2 separate regions of the Xenopus tropicalis genome follow, and region 2 is linked to region 1. Evidence: chromatin contacts called from public Hi-C data. All regions are on one chromosome and are shown on one strand. Each heading gives the region's core, a stretch centred on a gene start, on an enhancer-like site or on the middle of the called end of the contact. The rest is flanking DNA. Distances are from core to core; before and after follow the strand shown. Region 1 overlaps nkd1 (naked cuticle homolog 1). Region 2 holds the start of nkd1 (naked cuticle homolog 1).

Region 1 (5,608 bases), core at 1,408-3,907:
TGACAATATCCTTGGGGACCTACATAAAATTTCACTAGAAATCACTTTTGTACTATCGGTGTCTGTCAACTATTTCATGTTCAGAACATCATATGATTTGGCTTTATCCTACAATTTCAGTCTGAATAATAGTCTTAAGGTGGCCATACACGTACCGATATTATCGTACGAAACCTCGTTTCGTACGATAATCGGTGCGTGTATGGTATGTCGGCGAGTCGACCGATATCGCAGGAACCTGCTGATATCGGACGACTCGCCGATCGGACCAGTTTAAAAATTTTGATCGGGCGCCATAGAAGGCGCCTGACCAAAATTCTCCCTTCAGATCTGAATCGGCAGAAGGAGGTAGAAATCCTATTGTTTCTACCTCCTTACCTGTTGTATGGTCACCGTAAGGAAAGTTATGTTATGTTGATGTGCCCAAGGAAAGTTAGTGGCAGGAAATTATTCACTAAAATGCATTAATACGATTAATGACCTTGAGTATTATCTCCTTGTGCTTTGGTATAATAGATTAGATTGCCAGCTCTTCCTGCAAAATACACACTAAGAGGGACCTATTTATCACGCTGTTAAAAATGATTAACGCTAGAAAAAAGCTGTGTAAAATAAGTGGCAATGTGTATTTTATTGGTCATCATTTTACACTGTTATTTTTACATTTCCAAGTTGCTGCTGCTTTTTACGCAGAATTTTTACACAGCAATTAATTCATAGCTTGATAAATACACAGGTTTCTTTTCCAAACAGCCTTGCTTAGTGTTCAAATGGTGATGTGTGTATTTGTTCACTGTTTTTTGCACAGCATAAAAAATGGCACTCAAAGAGTGATGAATCAATGGGGTGTCAAAAAACTACAAATTTCTGCATGTCCTATTACTCTATGGAAGACTTTATTCTGGGCGTCAATGAGCTGCTGATATTTTTGTTGGTATACATTATTTATATTTATACTGCTAAAAGCTGCCGTTTACTTTCAAAGTTAAAATTAAAAACATATTTAACTGTTTGAATTTAAGGCCATAACATTTTAGAAAAAACAACAATATTATCACAGGTTATTTATGTTTTACGGATTTCAGAATTGGTACCATTCTATTAAAAATTTCCCTCAGCTCCTCTGTTTAACTTCCTAAAGCAAACTGACTATACTTTCAGGATATGTTATGGTTGAAACTTGGGTAATCATTGTGAGTTCAGGTTGGGTGTGGGGGAAGTACACTTTTACTTTACTCTTAAAGTTTTCCTGTCTTCCTTCCTATGCACAGGAGTAGCATACAGGTAGTGTACGCAGGTATGCGTTGGGTTCAGGTCCTACAATGGCAACACTTTGCAGGTAACTGTGGGTGCTGGTTAGGGTCTGGTGCGAGATGAATTTTTCATGACCCGCAAATAACTAAAACAAAGGGAGGGTCAGGCTCAATCACACTGGTGGATGCAAGGATGGGGTAATAGTGACATCTGCTTTTTCTCAGCATATTTTTCTGGTCCAGACAAACCACATTGCAAAATATTACTACAGGCAAAATGTACCGGGTAAAAAAGCTCACTCCTTCCTTAACCCCTTTATATATTTATACATAGTTATCATAATTATGACCTATCCTAACCCTTAGGGCTCTGGCACACGGGGAGATTAGTCGCCCGCGATAAAACTCCCTGTTCGCAGGCGACTAATCTCCCCGAGTTGCCTACCCCTGCCATCCCGCCGGCGGGATGGCAGACGCGGCGGGGCGATTTCCGGAAATTGGCGAAAAAGACTCGCAAGTGTGCCAGAGCCCTTAAGCGCCTCTTCTCCAGTGTAAACATTCCCATACTGGCAAAAAGTCAAAACCAGCAGGAATCAGAACAACAAAGGCTTTAGCAAAGTCAGAATATTCTAAACCAGCTTGGGCACTTAAACAAGCAAAGAAGCTCAATTTAAATGTGAATTTCACTCCAAAAGTTACATCTATGTGTCCACTGGCGTCATTACGCAGTGTCAGTGTTACCGTGCAGCCATGTGCAAGTGCCTAGGAACAGTGCACACAGGAGCACCCCTCATTGAAGGAGCCTGGGGACCAGCGCGCATAGAGGTAGGAACGTATGCTGGCCTTTTCGGCGATCCTTACAGTTTTCCTTCTTTGAACTCCCTCTAAATCAACACAATTCCATTTGAGCACTGGAGTCCAAAACTACACCACATATTTCAGATAGAGCCATACCAGTGCTTTGTAAAGGTGAGAATGACACCCTATACATTACTTTGATTTGTTGCTTTTCCCTGTTTATACATAGTTTCTAAAGAATAGTCAAAACAATAAGTTCAGCACAGGCACTATTACTTTAACTCTTTCTAAAAAAAGAGGTCCCTTTAAGAGCAAATCATATTGTCTAGTTTTTCTGAAAAAGAGGTTAGTAGTGGGTTTTTGACATTTATGGAGAACAGAAAAAGACCCAAAAAAGAAAAGAAATAAATCCTTTGAGGTACTGTTGAAATGGAGTGTTAATCAGATGTGGAACAGTTTAATGGGGTTTATTAAGGGAACAAAAAGCAAACAGCAGTGTCTTCTGCCTTTGATCATTGAGTGGCCCATCTAGGAAGCTTGGAAGTCGGAGACAATTCTCTCTTTCATCTGCCTGGCTCGCTGCTGCTCTGCTGATTACAAACACAGATGCCAGCAGGGAGGGGAGAGGGCAGGAGGATGGGGAGAGTGGGAGGACAAAGGAATGTCAGTGGGGAGGGAAAGGGTGGCTGAAGTGTAAAGATGCCGTTAGCTGGACTTCTTAAGACACTCTTGCAAGGGTCTCTCATACTGTAACTGCAAACACCTTTACTCAGAATGCATCACCCTGATATGAACTGTAACACTTGAAAAGCAATCTGCAGTCGCCAACACCAGTATGTTTATAGAGAAAATATTTTGTCCCCTTTCAGCCTCTTTAACTAATTTGAGTGTTTCTCCCTCAAACAGGGCACATTCAGACAACCCTGCAATAATGATCAATTTAGGGTTGACCAATTAAGCCAATTGGTTCAATCTCATTTATTTTGAGGAAAATGAGTAATGAGACAGCAAAGTATCCGTAACTGCAACTGCATTTAATCTTACATGTCAAGTTGACATTGGTGGGTTTTGTTAATATAAACAGTAATGCGAAAAAAGTTAAGACAAGTCTTAAGATACATTAGGATTATTTTTTTGGAGCAGGGTTTCAGTGGGACAAAAAATTAGCTCTATTACTATTGTAAACACATATCTAAAAAGTACCAACATAATCCACAGGGCTATAGATAGATGTATAGATCAGACTAACAATACATACAAAAATTGTCCAATAGAGGAAGTAACGAGGGCCACATTTAAAAGTAATTTATCGTAAGCAATCACATGTTCCCATAACATCAGATGAGTAAGTCATGGTTGTATTTACTGGAACAAACCTTGCTAATGTTACTACTATCTAGTACCTAGTAGTTTATAAGGGCATTGGAATCAATAGCAAAGTTTGTATTTTTTTTTAAGATGCAGACTGTTTAAATTAATATTTTGATTAATAGTCCTTTTTGTCCTTGCATACTGAAACATATTCACATTCCTTACTGTTAAATATTTGCGGTTCTGTCTTACCTCGCAGAATCATAAGCAGATCTACCTTGCGCTGTTTTTTTTATGGTTTTGCCCTTATAACAATTTAAGGATTACTGATATATTTATTTAGCACTCAGAAATGATTAGATGCAATTTCTTAAGGGACAAATCTCCCTTGCCACGGGTGACTAAGCTCCCCGAAATGCCATCCTACCCGCGAAAATGTAAATCGGCGGTGGGATGGCATCAGGGAAATCGCGGTGCCGCGTATGCCACCCCACCACTGATTTACATACTCGCCAGTGGGATGGTATTTCAGGGAGACTAGTCGCCTGTGACAAGGGAGATTTGTCGCGGGCGACTAGTCTCCCCGTCTGCCACAGCCCTTAAACAGAATTTAGAATAATGGAGTGCACTCCGGGCTAAGATATTCTTGCCCTTTACAAACAATCAAAAATGAATAAATATATGAAATATCCAGGTGCTAGGGTTTCAACAATCCCCCCATTAGAGGATTATATATACCAATAAAACCCCGTATAAACCCTGCACACCAGAAAAAACTTTCCCAGGGAAGTATTATAGTTAAAAGACATTTTTATTTAACAAATCATTATGCAGCCAAAATATTGCATCTTAAACAGTACAATAGCCATCAATAAACAATACATACCGCCCAGTGAAAAAACTGAACAAAATGATATGAAGGCAGATACTCTGGATGAGAGAATACCCCAATGTTTCGGCTCAAACGCCTTTGTCAAGGGAGCTCTAGTGTCCATAGTATAGTACACAGCTTTTAAACCCTGTATGGCGCCAAAAAATTACCGCACAAGCGCGCGTTCTCCTCTGCTAGGATACCGTAATGTAAACTTCCGCAAACATCATATTTGCTTCCACAATGTTGCGCCCTATACATTACATACGCGTATAATCACATGCGTATATGCGTAATTGCGCACGCAATGTATATACGTAAAAACGCACCCTACATGCAAACACATATATATTATCATGTTGCTTAGCAACCAGTTTACTTAACTCAAGCCTTTTTTATAAGTACATTATACTTCCAAAGCAATATGTTCACGCATAAGTAATGATAAGCATATATAAACATTCTCTATGTAAGCCTTTATTTCATAATGGAACAAGTGATCATGTGACTAAAGTGCACAGATATCTGTCAGCATAAGCAAGGGACACTTCCAAAAATCGTCCAACACAGTTTCCATGTGTTCAAGCCTTGTCAAGCAATATTTTGTCCTACCAATAACTTTGTCCATTGTGTATCATAGTAACATAGTAAGTTGGGTTGAAAAAAGACATACGTCCATCACTTTCACCCATAATGCCTATGTATAACCTGCCTAACTACTAGTTGATCCAGAGGAAGGCAAAAAAACCCCATCTGAAGCCTCTCTAATTTGCCGCAGTGGGGAAAAAATTCCTTCCTGACTCCAAGATGGCAATCGGACCAGTCCCTGGATCAACTTGTACTAAGAGCTATCTCCCATAACCCTGTATTCCCTCACTTGCTAAGAATCCATCCAGCCCCTTCTTAAAGTTATATAATGTATCAGCCAGCACGACTGATTCGGGAAGGGAATTTCACAACTTCATAGCTCTCACAGTAAAAAAATCCTTTCTGAATATTTAAACGGAACCTCCCTTCTTCTAAACGGAGTGGGTTCTCTCGTGTCTGTTGGAAGGACCTACTGGTAAATAAAACATTAGAAAGGTTATTATATGATCCCCTTATATATTTATACATAGTTATCATGTCACCTCTTAAGCACCTCTTCTCCAGTGTAAACAGACCCAACTTGGCCAGTCTTTCTTCATAACTGAGACTTTCCATACCCTTTACCAACTTAGTTGCCCTTCTCTGGACCCTCTCTAACTCAATCATGTCCCGTTTGAGCTCTGGAGACCAGAACTGGACAGCATATTCTAGATGGAGCCTTACCAGCGCTCTGTAAAGGGGAAGAATAACCCCCTCCTCCCATGAATCTATACCCCTTTTAATACTG
Region 2 (5,608 bases), core at 1,642-4,141, 49 kb before region 1:
GGGTGCAGACACAAAGAAGAGATTTTGGCAGTGAAACACATGAATGTTCTTTTTTGCACCAATATCTGCTCTGTGTGTCTGCACCCATTCCTATGTAGTGCTTCTGGGTGCAGACACAAGAGAGCACAGATGCAAGCCGAAGGTCTATTTTTTAGCCTGTGCTTATATACATGCAGGGAAACAGCCCAGTGTAATAATAGCCTAAAGGAAGCAAAAGAATGTCAAGTGTGGCATTTTTGTGATTTGTATTTAAAGCTTCAGTGACACCCAGACTCTTGTTATTGCATGCAATAGGAGTTCTCCACATATATATAAATATATATAAACCTCGAAACATGGACCGCTTCACACAGGACTTATGCAAAAACAGAAAAATTTATTTTCAAAGCAACATAGCAGAAGACTGACGTTTCGGCTGGATAACCAGCCTTTCTCAACTTTGAGAAAGGCTGGTTATCCAGCCGAAACGTCAGTCTTCTGCTATGTTGCTTTGAAAATAAATTTTTCTGTTTTTGCATAAGTCCTGTGTGAAGCGGTCCATGTTTCGAGGTTTATTTTGCACTGTTTTTCGGACTGCACCCAGGCATACAATGTTTTTGTTTTTCGAGAGTGCCTATCTGTTATAGTCTGTATATATATATATATATATATGATCTTGCTACTTAAGAAAGAGGCGGGAGCCTCGAAACGTTGTAAGTAATGCAATTGTTCTGCATAATGCAGTAAAGATTTTTTCTTTTTCATTTAAATGAGTCTGGACCTTTTTGTTTCTTTCTATATATATATATATATATATATATATATACAGGGCCGCAATCAGGGGGGCACAGGGGGGACAGTCATCCCGGGCCCAGACGTTTTTAACTTAAAGGGGGCCCGGCCGTGCTAGAGTTTCCCGCTACATCTGCGCATATATAAGGTTGCGCCCGGTGCATATTGACGTCACACGCATGGGGCGCAACCTTTAAAAAAAGCGCAGATGCTGCAGACAGCAGCGGGACATATCGGTGGACATCAAGGGAGCCGGAGGACGCAGGGGAACCGGAGGACGCAGCAGGGGGGTGGTGGTGGTGAGGAACTGGATGATGCTGAAGGAGCTGAAGGAGCCTGGGGGGGGGGGGGCTAGAGGAAGCAGGAGGATGCTGGGGGGGAACTGGAGGATGCTTGTGGGGAGCAGGAGGATGCTTGGGGGGGCCCTGGAGAAAGCAGCAGTATGCTTGGGGGGGCCTGGAGGAAGCAGGAGGATGCTGGGGGAAGTTGGAGGATGCTTGGGGGGCCCTGGAGGAAGCAGCAGGGTGCTGAGCTAAACTATGGGAACAGCAACCACAAAGAAAAAAAAAATTCAAGAGGGTCCTTATTATAAGCCTATGCAAAGTCCTAACCTTACATCGAAAAGAAGACATCAATTACAGGATAGAAAAAAATATATAGTAAATATATATATGGTTTAAAAACACTAAACAAGATAAAAAAAACAATTTGTCTAAGAACATTTTTTTAAAATGTTTTAGGGGGCCCTGGCTATTAATGTCTGTGTATTGATGGGAGGGGTCACTGGGGGAGGGGCCATTGGGGGCGTGGGAGGAGGGGGGCCTAGAAAATTTAGGGGCCCGTGATTTCTGATGGCGGCCCTATATATATATATATATATATATATATATATTGTACATAATTCATTATTCCTAGGCTGCAAGGTATGTGAATGGAGTTGCCCTTTTAATTCTGCTGATTTTTCAGCCATAGTGTAAATATATATTTCTCAGCACTGAGCATTCATTAATATCCATAACTTAAACAGCTACCTATTCAGTTCATTGTTGACCCAATCGTAAGCATCAAAGTCATTATTTTTTTACCCTGTCGTGTGTTAGCTACAGTTTACACAACTGAATACAGTTTAACAGCTCCCTTTTTCTCCTTTTTTCTGTTTCTCTCCTTGGCTTGAACGCCTGCAAGCATTGTTTTTAGATGCAGACATACACAACTTATTAGAACTCAACATCAAAGCCGATGTCCCACAGTCTTGCTGTCAAAGGCCCCATTGTGTTTCTGTGTGGAAAAAGCTGCTGGAAAAGAGAAACACTCTGTTCAAAGGCACATCCAGAGGGGGAAGGAGAAATGGTGGATAAGGTGGGGCATATCTTGCTTTGCTGTGGATGAGGACTTTATGGGGTGCAGGACCCCTAAGAACAAGCAGATTTAGTGCATATTTGGCATGAATTTATTTCTCTGCAAATAGTCACTGATTTTGCCAAGCTTACATTACAAGTCTCTATATTCTTTCTCTCACTTTGTAACAAAAAAAATGGCATTATGTTTTAAAGATAACAAAAACATGTATTCCCCCTTGCTTCTTTCACTTAGTCATTAGAATTTGCACTGCTTTTTTATAACATGAAGCTTTAATATTTCGTATTGTCAAAATAAAAGATACACAAAAATAAGATAAAAGACTAATGCGAAACTGCCGGTTTTGAGCAGAATCTGATTCCACTGGTAAGAGGGCTGCGTGTTCCATTCTGGTGTCACCTTGAGAAAGCAATAATACCTGCCCCAAAAGCGTGAACTGCAAGCTCTTTGGTACAGGGGATAAATATGACTGAAAACAAAAGGAAATAACAAAGAACATTGCACTGTTTGTACGTGGGTGCCCTGAAAAATCTAACAAAGGGACTATTAATCCCGATCCCTAGCCTGCAAAAAGGCTCCTTTTTAAATATAATCCCAATTACCTGAGTGAACCTTCCTATTGTTTTCCTGATCTCTTTAGTGTTTCAGTTTTCTTCTGGTTTTCTGTGCTCCCTATCTTCCCGTCCACCCCCTCCCCCGTCTATGTCTCCGTCAGCCCCTCTCCCAGCCCCTGTAGCCCCTCCTCGCTGTGAGCACTGTGCGTATGTGTCTGTTCCAGTGCGAGCTGCAGCTCTCGGAACAGGCAATTACAAGCTGCTCCCCGTACATGGGGTGTCAGAGCGTTCGGGGGTCCCACTACAGCGCTTGCAGCTTTTTGGATTTGTGGGGAGGTTCAAATACCGGGAGAGAAACATCTCTGGGGGGCTTGCAGGGATTTACATGGATTGGTAACCAGTCATTGGATTGTACCGTGTCTCTGATGTTCTGCCTTTGGGAATCTTTTGCAGAGAGATGGGGAAACTTTACTCGAAACACGGTGAGTGCTGATGCACCCGCTTGCCCTATCCCAGAGAATAGTCTTGTTTTGTGCCATCTAATAATCTCTTTCTTTTTTCTTCCCTCTCTGTACTCACGATTTTCCTGCCTGCCAGCTGCAGTTTGCAAACCCAGAGAAAGTCCTGAAGGTAGGAAACCTATTTCCCTGCTCACTTCTAGCTGTAATGTTACTGCTGCTGCTGCTGCTGCTGTACCTTAATGTTATGGGAGGACCCTGAGACTATGCCCGTGTATTTGGAGCCGGACCAGGAAAGTTTGGGGACTTTAGTAACTGGTATTAGTTCTACGCGTACCTAATGCAACAGCGTACTATCTCCCTGTCATACTATCTCGCTGCCGTACAACAGCACTCGCACTAAAGAACACATAGCTCTGTAATATGAGGCTATTGGCTCATACTGAACGATGGTTTTCAAAGGCTTTGACCAATCGCGCATAACTCAGATTAGGGAAGTCTAATTGCGCCCCACCCGCTGTTGCTGAGTATCAATGTCGGAATTTGTAATTCAGCAAGTGTAGGATAGCCTTCCATGTTTCTTAAATTATAGGCTGTGCTGGAAATGTTTCCCTCCTGGTTTATAAACTTCTAAACCGACTTTTGCATTAGTATGCACCTGAAGTGTTAGAAGTTATGCTCCTGGACAGTTCTTAGTATAAAGGACAAAGAGTTTCTGACTGTCTAGTGCTTTGGTCATGTCCTAATTCTGCACCATGTAATGTTTTGATGTGATGTTTCAGTTATATTTGCCTTAAATTTTAGAAGCATACTGACCCTGTTCAGCTCATTGACAAGTTTTCTTAAAGGGGTTGTTCACCTTTAAATGAACTTTGTATCCTCATAGCTTATGGCGTGCTGGGGTTAGTGACCCCCATTTTAAGGCTGGAAAGAGCCAGAAGAAAAATACCAAAAATTTAAAAACTATAAAAAAAAGGACCAATTGAAAACATGCTACCTATTGACCATTCCGTTGCATGCTAAAAGTTGTCCCTTTAATTTGTCCCTTTCCTGTGTATTGCACATTTACCACGCAGTGTTTGCATGGATTCCTTATTTGATTGCATCCAGCAATAGCTGCCCCTACAGTTATAACAGTTTGGATACATGTTTCCCCTTATGTTACAAGTTATAATTGATGATTCTGTGTGCTGTGAAGGGGTTTTCTAAGTTTGACAACTCAATGAATGTGGTAAATCATTTAGCAAAGCTTATTTCCACAGCCTACTATGCCACTCTGGTCACACCGCCTGTTCCTTTTTGTCACAGCATGCTTACTATGTGCTGATAGTCCCAGTCCTCACATCTCCAACCCCCCCACAGAAAGTTTTTGCTGCATGAACTTCCAGATGGATGAGGCCCTTGTTTATTTTAAAGGGACCCTTAAATAGATTGTCACTTAAAAGAGTGACGGGGTAAAAGCGTCATATTTTGCTTTGGAACCTGGAGGTAATTTGATCACCTAGGATATATTGCAACTGCAATTAAATCTTTTTGTAAATATAATTTAAGATCTGGTTTTGTTTGTTTTTAATACATAATAATTGAATCTTTTAGTTACGTAATCTATTTTAGATCAGTTTAATAACAAGTTCTCCTTCCTTGCCATTTTATGTTTATTCTGGCTAACATGGATATCATGAGATTGGCATGTCTGTGTTTCTTTTAAGTAAACAGACTAGTAAACTGGTTTTTCCTGTCCAGCTCCCTTAATCTTTAAAATGCTCCATGTCTGTGATCTAGTATAATGCTTCTGTGTTGGCATAAACCTCAGTGATCTTGTGTTAGGTGACCTTTGACTTTAGGGTATCTTTGATTTTAATCACATGTTTTCTGAATATTCTTGGCTTTTAGTTAGTTTATGGGCTAAAATGTGTCTTGCATTTAGTGGTGCCATTGTCACCATTCAGAAATTGTCTGTTTGTGGCTTTATGAAAGGAAATGTTGAGCTCACTAAAATCAATGTTTTGCCACTTTATGGCATGCCATAATCTGTACTTTTTATGGATAAAGGTTTTGTGATTCCAAAATTTTACATTTCTGTTTTGTATTAACTGGGAATGCGTGATTCCCTTTGCATGCAATGCATATTTGATCTTGTGTCTGTGATCTGAAAAGTGCAGTCAATTTGTCTGGCACGTGACTGTTCAAGTCCAATATACATTTTATAATGTTGTACCACAAAAGTTATTATATACTGCTTGGTGGATATTAGTGATTTGTATGCTTGTGTTCTGTTAGAAAATTATTTTGGGGAAATTTACAACTATACATATTATCGGTAACTTTTATTATGCTTGCCTTAGCTGGAGCATTAAGTTTTAACACCAGTTCAGAAACTTTTAAATGGGAAGTTCTAAAAGAGGTTATAAAGTCAAATTTTTTTTAATTATGGCATTTCTGTTCAGCCTGTTTTCAGCTTGAAAC

The links. A called contact is a pair of places that touch in the nucleus more often than the background predicts.
Region 2: a Hi-C map of neurula embryo shows a contact between it and region 1, with 1.8 times the contacts expected there. The contact joins the promoter of nkd1 here to the enhancer-like site in region 1. A contact is called at or near these places in 3 of 5 Hi-C or Micro-C datasets (brain, gastrula embryo and neurula embryo).

What each region holds. Positions count from the first base shown.
Region 1 is chr4:43,456,675-43,462,282 of UCB_Xtro_10.0, reverse strand. All of the region lies in intron 3 of nkd1 (naked cuticle homolog 1), which reads left to right. Among named protein-coding and RNA genes, the nearest start is that of nkd1, 50 kb to the left of the region's middle. Within about 2 kb of position 2,657, at least 3 of the 11 cell types and tissues checked have an H3K27ac peak or open chromatin away from gene starts, as enhancers often do. A contact at or near this core is called in neurula embryo, where this site is marked.
Region 2 is chr4:43,506,268-43,511,875 of UCB_Xtro_10.0, reverse strand. It overlaps nkd1 (naked cuticle homolog 1), which reads left to right and starts at 2,891. Exons shown (of 10, transcript NM_001016798.2): 1 at 2,891-3,166; 2 at 3,282-3,314. The coding sequence starts at 3,142.